Regions from separate parts of the Dromaius novaehollandiae genome. Here region 2 is linked to region 1. The links are chromatin contacts, called in public Hi-C maps. All regions are on one chromosome and are shown on one strand. Each heading gives the region's core, a stretch centred on a gene start, on an enhancer-like site or on the middle of the called end of the contact. The rest is flanking DNA. Distances are from core to core; before and after follow the strand shown. Region 1 overlaps BACH2 (BTB domain and CNC homolog 2). Region 2 holds the start of BACH2 (BTB domain and CNC homolog 2).

What was found. Hi-C and Micro-C count contacts between places; a contact is called where the count stands out from the background.
Region 2: a contact with region 1 is called in a Hi-C map of ovary, with 2.4 times the contacts expected there. The contact joins the promoter of BACH2 here to the enhancer-like site in region 1. A contact is called at or near these places in 3 of 4 Hi-C or Micro-C datasets (brain, liver and ovary).

The regions. Positions count from the first base shown.
Region 1 is chr3:41,512,649-41,517,117 of bDroNov1.hap1, reverse strand. BACH2 (BTB domain and CNC homolog 2) reads left to right here. Exons shown (of 7, transcript XM_064508786.1): 5 at 1-560. Among named protein-coding and RNA genes, the nearest start is that of GJA10, 32 kb to the right of the region's middle. Within about 2 kb of position 2,222, at least 2 of the 2 cell types and tissues checked have open chromatin away from gene starts, as enhancers often do.
Region 2 is chr3:41,692,074-41,696,542 of bDroNov1.hap1, reverse strand. It overlaps BACH2 (BTB domain and CNC homolog 2), which reads left to right and starts at 2,625. Exons shown (of 7, transcript XM_064508786.1): 1 at 2,625-3,368. LOC135327842 (a long non-coding RNA gene) reads right to left here and starts at 2,413. Exons shown (of 3, transcript XR_010388286.1): 1 at 1,910-2,413.

The sequences.
Region 1 (4,469 bases), core at 973-3,472:
TGGACAGGAGGAGTGTTATATTCTCTTCAAACGCTTGTGACCAAGTAAACACTTCGGTGCATTCATATTCTGGTGTGAGCAGCTTGGACAAAGACCTCACTGAGACTGTGCCAAAGGGTCTGTGGGCTGGCAGTAGCCAATCTCTCCCTAGCTCTCAGACCTATTCCCACAGCGGACTGACAGCTGATCACTTGCCAGGAAGGATGCGGCCGAACACCAGCTGTCCAGTGCCAATTAAAGTTTGCCCTCGCTCTCCTCCTTTGGAAACCAGAACCAGGACCTCCAGCTCGTGCTCTTCCTACTCGTACGCGGAGGACGGCAGCGGCGGTTCGCCATGTAGCCTGCGTCTTTGCGAGCTCTCCTCCTCCCCTTGCTCCCAAGGCCCGCGGTTCCTGGCGCCCGAGCACCAGGAGCCCGGTGTGGTGGGTGATGGAATGTACAACCCGGTGCGAGCCCAGATTAAATGTGAGCCATCCTATGGAACAAACTCCAGCGATGAGTCTGGGTCATTCTCAGAAGCAGACAGTGAATCATGTCCTGTGCAAGACAGAGGGCATGAGGTAGGGATTTAAGATAAGTACATATATGACAGTCGTTGTGATCCGATTTAATCACCCCTTTTGTTCTCTCAAGTGACTTGGCGTTTTCCCAGGCCTTGCTTTGTTTATAGAGGCAAAGAGTAATTTCTATTTATTCCCTCGTCAGCTGACTGCGTGTGGTTCACTTTGCATAAATAGCTGTTTGACCTCCCAAATGTTTGGCACTTATCAAAATTTCAGTATTAAGCAATAGCAAGCTGCTGAGTGATGAGGGCAAATTTATGTGCTTAGGAATGCTAACAGTGTCCTCTTTGCCTCTCTCTCTTTACCTACCTGAGGGGACACAAAGCACCATTTTTCACCCTTAGTTTGCTGAGGTGGTTCCAGTTCTGCTTTTTGTTGTTATGTTATAGCAACCCGAAGCTGTGCCTTCAGTGACGCTGAGCGTTGGGCAGTCCAAACCGTGGAAGAGCCCTTGCTTCAAACTGCTTACAGGCTAGGCAGAGGAGACAGACAGAGTGGGAGGAGGCAGAGGTGTGAAATGACTTGGACAGAGTTGTGTAGCTGGTTACCCTCAGCTCTGGAAATAGTACTCAAGTCGTGTGTGTGTGTGTGTGTGTGTGTGTGTGTGTGTGTGTGTGTGTGTGTGTGTGTGTCTTTACTGGCAGGTAATGGGTTTTTCCTCCCTGTTCACTGACAACTGAGATGGTATTTCCTGACTGACCCCACTTCACTCGTGGGAGTGCTCTAGCACACAGTTGCACAAGCTGTTTCTGAGCGAAGCTATCCCTTAGTTTACAGGACCGGTAGGGGAACATGAAGGGGACAGCCTATGACTGAAGAGCAAACTGTGAATTTCTATGTAGCTCTCCTGTGAGAGAGAGGAGAAGGAAGGCCTGCTTTAGAACTAGAGGTGGGCCGGGTGGAAATGCTGCGGTGATAACTGGTTAACTGTGATTGAAAATACTGTCTGTGTGAAGTGACTAATTTGAGAGAATACTTAATTCATTGAGATGTGCTGTAGAGCACAGAAGCAGGAAAAAGGAACGGATGTTTTCACAGAACTCCATTAGGGAGCTGTGTGAACATCAAGGTGAAATCACATGTCTGTCTTCTCTAGGAAACCTCAAATGCTCCGCTGATGACTTCTGTTTTAGAGTGGGGAGCAGTTAGTGCTAGTCTGGGGGTTTCAAGTCCTGTGAGTGCCCAGGATTGAACCAAGTGGGCTTAGTTTTGAGATAGGGCTGAAAAGAGATAGGAGCAGGCACAACTTTATTCATCCCTTGCTCTTTTTTCTTACCACGTCCCAGGCTCTGGAAGATGCCTTTCAGGACAGACATGTGTGATTCCTTTAGTTCGGCGTTTTCCTGCTTAGCTGTAAGGGAGGGCTGAACAGCCTGGAGAGCCTCTGGCATCCTAATCCCTATTGTGCTGTGCTGGTAGTCTTGTTTGCCCCTATGTACCAAGCTGGGGAGATGCCAAGAGAGAAAATGAAGGCAGGGGAGAGGAGTCTCCGTGGAAGTCTGGGATATTCTGCGTAGCACCTCACTATAGAAGCCCTGAAGCTGCCACACGCAGCTGTGCTGCCTGGAAATACCAAGGTTATTGGCAGTCTGGCCCTCTTATGAAGTGCTGCATTTATGAGGAGTGAAAGAGAGCAGGGAGTGGGTTGAGGAGAGAAGGCCGGATTTCCGCCGCTGTGTGCTGCTTGCTCAGCAAGGGCTAATGCGCAGCGTGGTACAGTGGAGAGGGCAGGAGGCCAGCCTTTTGGGTTTTGATGACTAATTAGCTGTCGTAATTGGCTAATTGTGTGGAGATGCTGCAGCAGAAGCAGGCCTGAAAAGAGTCAAATGAGAAGGATATAGGGGACCATTGACAATTTCCCCCGAAAGTCTGTGTATGTGTGCAGGAGAGCGTGGATGAAAGAAGGAACGTTCATGGAAGGAGCAAACGAGTGGGCTGCAGGGGTCAGTCTCAGCACGCCACTGCTGACAGATGTGTTCAGGGTTGGGGCAGAACTGGGAGGGGTTTGCTCCACTCCAGGTTTTGCTGCTGGTTTCCTCCTTGGAAGATTTTCTGCACTATGCCGAGCAAGTTTTCTCTCTGGGACTGCTGGTGACACTTGTGCACTTTTGCAGGGCATTTTGATTAGAACTGCTAGGAGGTCAAAAGAGGGTGAGGAAATGACTGCTCCATAAGGTGATATTGTGTTCTCCTGAGCAATGTAAAGATAAACATCACATCAAAGCTTCAGTTCAGATTTTGTTTTACGATTGAATTTGTAAAAGTTGTTGCCAATGTACGAAAAGACATTGCAGTCTCATTAAACAATGTATTATGCAGTAACTTGGGGTATGTAGCCTGCAATCCTGCAGGATAGCTACTGTGGAAACTTCAGTGTAGGATATGTTAAATGAGGCAGCAGCAAGTTCTTTTATAAGTCACTCTACCTGGTTTTAGCACCTTGGCTGCCGTTAAAACAACGGGAGAGACATACAGCATTCTGCAATGTACTGCTTTCTGTCATTTGCCTCTGTTTAAGCTTTACATTGAATCTCTCTCCATTCATGAAACTCTTAGTTTGCCTTTGTTATCCTAACCGCTGTTCAGACTGGTCTCTCCTCCCTTGCCGTATCAGAACACACAGTGCTTGCTGGGTTTTTCTTCAGAAAGCACCTGATAAGGTAGCTGGGTGATGCGCCAAGGGGCCACATTCGGGCACTCAACCCTCCAGAGAGCCGGTTGGGCTCTTCTGTGGTGTGTGGGTTTTCGTTTCCGTGGAGTGGCTTGGTGGGAGTGAGCCTGCTGGACTCTGGCCCTCTGTTATCTCACGCAGCTTCTGAGTTCCCCTGGAGTTTGGACCCTGTTGGTCTTGATTTGGGTCCCAGAGTGTTATCAGTGCCAGAATTAATGTCACAGAACATCATCTGCTGGTAAATTGGTTGTGTGTGAAGTAGGTGAAAGGTTTCTTCTATCCACTTTTTTGGGGAAGTTGGCTTTCCTGCAGGTCGGTGCCATGCAGGAGTACATGCCCAAGTTGTTCAGGGCTGGAAATGTGATTTGGGGCTGGTGTGCTGTGGCTCAATACGACTGCAGTGGGGGTGACAGTGGCCCAGCTCTGTGGCTGGTCACCGTGTCCCATTGCAGGGTGCAGACAGCACCAGTGAGTGTCCAAGGAGGTGACAGTCCCTGTAGCACCGCTGACCAGTCCTTTCCAGGACATCTTTGCTGTTCATTTTTCTTTCTTTTAGAGGAGCCACCTAGACGGTTCTGAGATTTGTCTTTCTAAACACTTTGTGATAGAAGAAGCAAGTGCAATTTCAAGTGTCCTGATCACAACGTTACACATTTACAGGAATGGGACGGTTGTTTGAGCTGCTGGGGTTTTACAGAACTGTTTAACATCGTAGCTTGTTTCATTTATGTTATCCTTTTCGCCCAGCTCCCTCAGGCCTCCAATGGTTGTTAAAAATCAGTTATTGGGGTATAATACTATAGAGAAGACTTACACTCTGCTGTTCGCAGACAGATTCTGACAATCTTGCTTAAAATAGCAACAACAAAACAATAAGTCCTGAAATAATGAATTGTTGAGAAGGAAGTAGTCTGTCAATCTGTTAACCTACTTAGGAATGGAAATTTCAGCACTACCTACTTTTCTTGATATTCATTTTTTTCAATAGGTATCTGTGGGTTTTTTCTACTAGATAACTTGTAAAAAATAGTGTACTACTGGATCACTTAAAAAGAAATCTCAACTTAGTCTACTTTGATGACCGAGTTTTCTTGGGAAAGGAATAAACAAGGGTAGGAGAAGGTAAGAGGTTGAGTTTTCCAAGAACTATTATTATCTAGAGAATTGCATTCAATGCATCTTTCATTTATATTTCAAAAGAATTCATCACTGGCTTAATGACTCACTTTTCAAAG
Region 2 (4,469 bases), core at 1,376-3,875, 180 kb before region 1:
TGGATTTTTGTTACTGGAACATAAGCAGTTTGGAAGTGAATTAGGAAGCCAATGTACTAAAATATAACATATATAATATAAAAATAGTATTTTGAAATGGTAGGTTCCTTTTGGTTAGTGTAATATTCCTCCCATCTTTTCAAAACTAATTTGTCAGCTCTTCCCCAGATTTCTGGTGTATGACCAACAGATAAAACGGCCTGTAATAAAATCTGGATCTGAATGATATACAGGAATCCGAACTCTGTCTTCCACTAAGAGTGGAATTTTAACCTACCCTGATAGCAAAATTATTAACAGCATTTAGGTACCAAAGCTGCATATAGGTGCTTACTGAGATTTCGAAAAGCCTGTGTGTGCAGTTCCTACCTGGCCCTAGCTTCTTTCACTCTGTGCTGATTTCCATCCTGCTCAAGAGTGATCTTGTTTACACCAAAGTCACTGGAACTTTGATCACGGGGTACCAATAATTATAAGATCTAAAAGGGACAATTTTCCTTTTTACACTTACTTTAAGTCATATTGTAACATCCAATTTAAAATATCGGCCAGTGAAATAAATGCTAATTATTGCACTTTTCAGAAATAGGTGCTATGGACAGAGGTTTATACAGACTTTTTTGTTTTCTGTTTGACCAACTTTGACTCACTTGCGGCTTTACCTCCTGCAGTGTGTTGTAAATAACAGAATATGTGCACTTTGAATGCAGTGGTATAATGGGCATGCAAAGTGCTAACTAAAGCATTACAAATGCTGCATGCCTTTTATTTTTATCTCTCAGTCCTTCTGAATGTAGTATTTTTATCTCGTCCCAATAAAAAATTATTTTTGTGTCTCTAGGACAAGCAAGGCAACGAGACTCAGCCTTGCCAGCTTTTCAACACAAGACAAATCCCCTTACATACTGTAGGACTTTTGATGTGCTTAATGCTACATATGTCTGAGAAACCAGAACCTAAATGGCACTTGTGAGCAAGGTTTTATATAAGCATTACTTGGAAAAGGAAATATAAGTTTATGAGTCAAATTCTCCAGTGGAGTGCTATTATGCAGCCACATGTAGCTATGAAAAGTAGGTGTAAAATGCTACTAACTGAGAATGCTTTTCACTTTACACAAGCATACAGCCATGCTAAATGCAAGCCAAGGGAGAACTAAGCTTTTGAAAAGTGACAATGTGTCTGACATTAGATATGAAAAGTTGTTTCTGTGTTGATATGCAGTATTTGCATAGCTTTCCGTAGTCAGCTAGACTTTGAAAATGCAGGTAGCCCGATGCAGAAGCCATAATTCAGAAGAAGACATCAGTGAAATGACTTCATTGAAACTGCTCCTCGCTGAAAGAAGATTTGTAAAACACCGTGCGTCACCTGTCTATAGTGAAAGGGGGGGAAAGGGAATGAAAATACACGATAAAAACTGACATAAGCACAGAAAAAAAACCCAAACATATACATTAATTACTAAATATGCTTTTGCTAGCAGTAGGTCACCATCATTTTTTATTGACATTTACTGCAACTGCAATTTCTTTTTCAAGACCACTGACCCAAGAAAATGTAACCCTCTAGTTATCCAATGCCCTTTAATTAGAGATGCCTCCAGAGATAATCTCACTCACAGCCCCCATTGTGAATCATTTATTTTCTAACTTTCCGTTTTATCAGCACTCTTTCATCTTTATGTTTTTCTGTCCTAACCCGGTTGAATAACTTGGGCTTATACAATTCAGTTTAGTCATTTACCAACTCTCACAATTGCATTTCATGTCTCATGACATTTGGGGTCTTTCTCAAAAGCACTGGCTGCTGGAATCAAGGTAACTCGTAGGAATCCCCAGCTTTCCGATTCGTAAAAGGAACCACGGTGCCAGGCTTTGGGATGGGGAAAGGGCTGGAAACCACGCACCTTGCACCCTCCGAGACGAGGCAAAGGACAAATCGTGATCCTGTGCTGGGAAGACTGTCGGGGGGCTATTTTCGTTTATTAATCTCGGGAGCACTTATCTCTGCTTGCGATGTTTGGCAGGGCTGACTCACGATTGCTGGACGCTTGCGGTTGGCAGTGTAAGTAGGATGAGGTTTCTCCGGGGGCGGAGCGCGTAAAATATCACCAGGATCAGCGCCGAGACGCCAATGTCACGCTGGAGCATGAGCGAGGGGGTATTTTCTGCCCTGCCCGTCAAACCTGCCGGCCGCAGCGCCGGGCCCGGCTCCCCGCCGTGGGGCACCGCGACGCCTCTCCCCCGGGCCCCGACCTGCCCCCGGGCCCCGACCTGCCCCCGGAGAGGCGCTTCGCGCACACCACACCTCACGCCGCCGCCGGCCGCCCCCGCCGCCATGGCTGTCGGCGAGGCTGCGCGCCGCCCCCAACGGCCCCTCGCGGCGAACTACGACTCCCAGAGCCCCCCGCGGCCGGCGGCGCGAGGCCAAACACGGGGGCCGGCACGCGCGCAGGCACGCACGCACACACACACACAGACACACACCCGCTCCCGCCGGCCGCGCTGGGAAAGCGCCGGAGGGAGGGAGGGGGCCGAGCCCGCGCCGCGCATGCGCCTCCCGCCTCCCGCCGGCGGGGAGGGGCGGGGCGGGGCGGGTGGAATGTCAAGCGGCGCCGCTATTCGCGGAGCGGCCGTACGCCGCTTTCCGTGCGTAGGGGCCGCGGCCGCCGAGGGAGCGGGCGCTGCGCCGTTGGCGTAGCGTTGTTGTGAATGGAGCGGGGCGGCGGGGCGGGGAGGATGATGTCAGCCTGCGAATGTCAACAATGTAGCGATTGAGGGGAGGAGGCGGCGTTGCGCCGGGGCGCGCGCGAGGCGGCGGCGGGGCGCGGGCAGCCCGCAGAGCGGGGGCAGCAGCGGCAGCGGCAGCACCGCCGCCTCCACGTCCTCCTCCTCCTTTTCCTCCTCCTCCTCCCGCTCCGCCGGGCGGCCAGGGGGCACCGAGCTGCCACCGCCGTGCGCGGCCGCCGCCGGCCCCGGGTGCCGCTCCGGCAGCGCCTGCTGCGCCCCCCGCCTCCTCCGCTGCGGGTTTCTCTCCTCCTCCGGCCCCCCGCCCGCCCTTCCCCCTTTATTTTTCTCCGCAAGACTTTGGCTCTGGAAGCAGCTGGTTCAAAGCAATCGCCATGTGATGAGCGGCTGCGTTTGGGTGGCTTTTTTCTTTTCCCCCTTTTTTGGGGGGGGAGGGCGGCTGTAGGTTTCTGACCGCAGAGAAATATTAATAAGAATTTCCGAAACAAGAGCAGCAGCAACCAGAGCAGCCCCCCTTCCCCTCCAAAAAGCCACAACAAGCTTCTCCCCCCCCCCCCCCGCTCCGCCCCCCGCCCGGCTGCAGCGAGCGGCGACCCGCGAAAGTTGCGCGGCGGCGAGGTGAGTGCGCCTGTTCGCGGTGCTGCGCGAGGCGGCCGCGGGTGCGCGGGGGGTCCCGGGCCGGTTCGGTGCCTCCCGCGCTGCGCGGCTGTTTGCGCGGGGCGGGGAGTGCGCCAAAGGCGCCGAAGTGTGCATGTGTGTGTGTGCGTGTGTGTGTGCATATGTGTGCGTGCGTGTGCGCGTGTGTGTGTGCATATGTGTGTGTGCGTGTGCGGCCGCGCAGCGCGGGAGGCGGCGGCAGCGCGCAGCGTGCGCGCAGCCCCCGGCGCCCTTCGCGCTGAGCGCGGTTAAGTACCGGGGGCTCCCGCCGCCTCCGGCCCCTGCAGGCACCGCTCTGCCCCGCCGTGCGCGGTGGGTTTTTTTTTTTCTTCCCTTTTCCCCTGTTTTTTTATAGGTTCGGAGGGAGATGTTAACTCCGATAGCAGTTTCTTGGATCATTAAAACGTCGCGTGTAGGCAAAGGCGGTTAGCTGCGAAGACGCTGGCTGTCATGAACGACGCGAAGTGTGAAATCATGCCTCTCCTTTTGTGGAGCAGGCTATTTTTGTAATGCGGCGGGTGCCTTGCTTAAAACGCCTCAGTTATCGTGAGATCACTGTGCCCTTATTACCGACGCCCTGGCAGCGCTGAAGTAAACTGCCTTTTTCATTCTTCAGGATAATAACAAACGTGAGGCAGGGGTGACACCTTATTAGAATTACTCTTTAGGATGTTGGAAAGATCGCAAAATTACAGCGTTGCTGTTTGCTCTAGCTGTAGACGCACCAGCGTTTTCGTGATGAAAACCCATTTTCTGAGACTTCGGAACTGTCACTAAACTTGTGCAGGTTTTAATTGGTGTTCCAAGGCTTGCACTAAAAGCAAGCGTGTGTGGTGGTTTTTTTTTTTTTTTTTTTTTTTTTTTTTTTTTGAGGCTGAGATTTGTCTGAGATTGTGCTGTAGGTGGTGGAATGCTCTGCACTTTGAAGAGGGTGGTGGTGCTTGGGTAAATTGACTTCTTCAGGTATGTAAATACTGAAATGTGAGATAATTGCTTTGGATGAGATGGATAGAATAAAATGCTTAAGACGGTGTGTTAAGCAGTTGTCTGTTGGGCTGATGT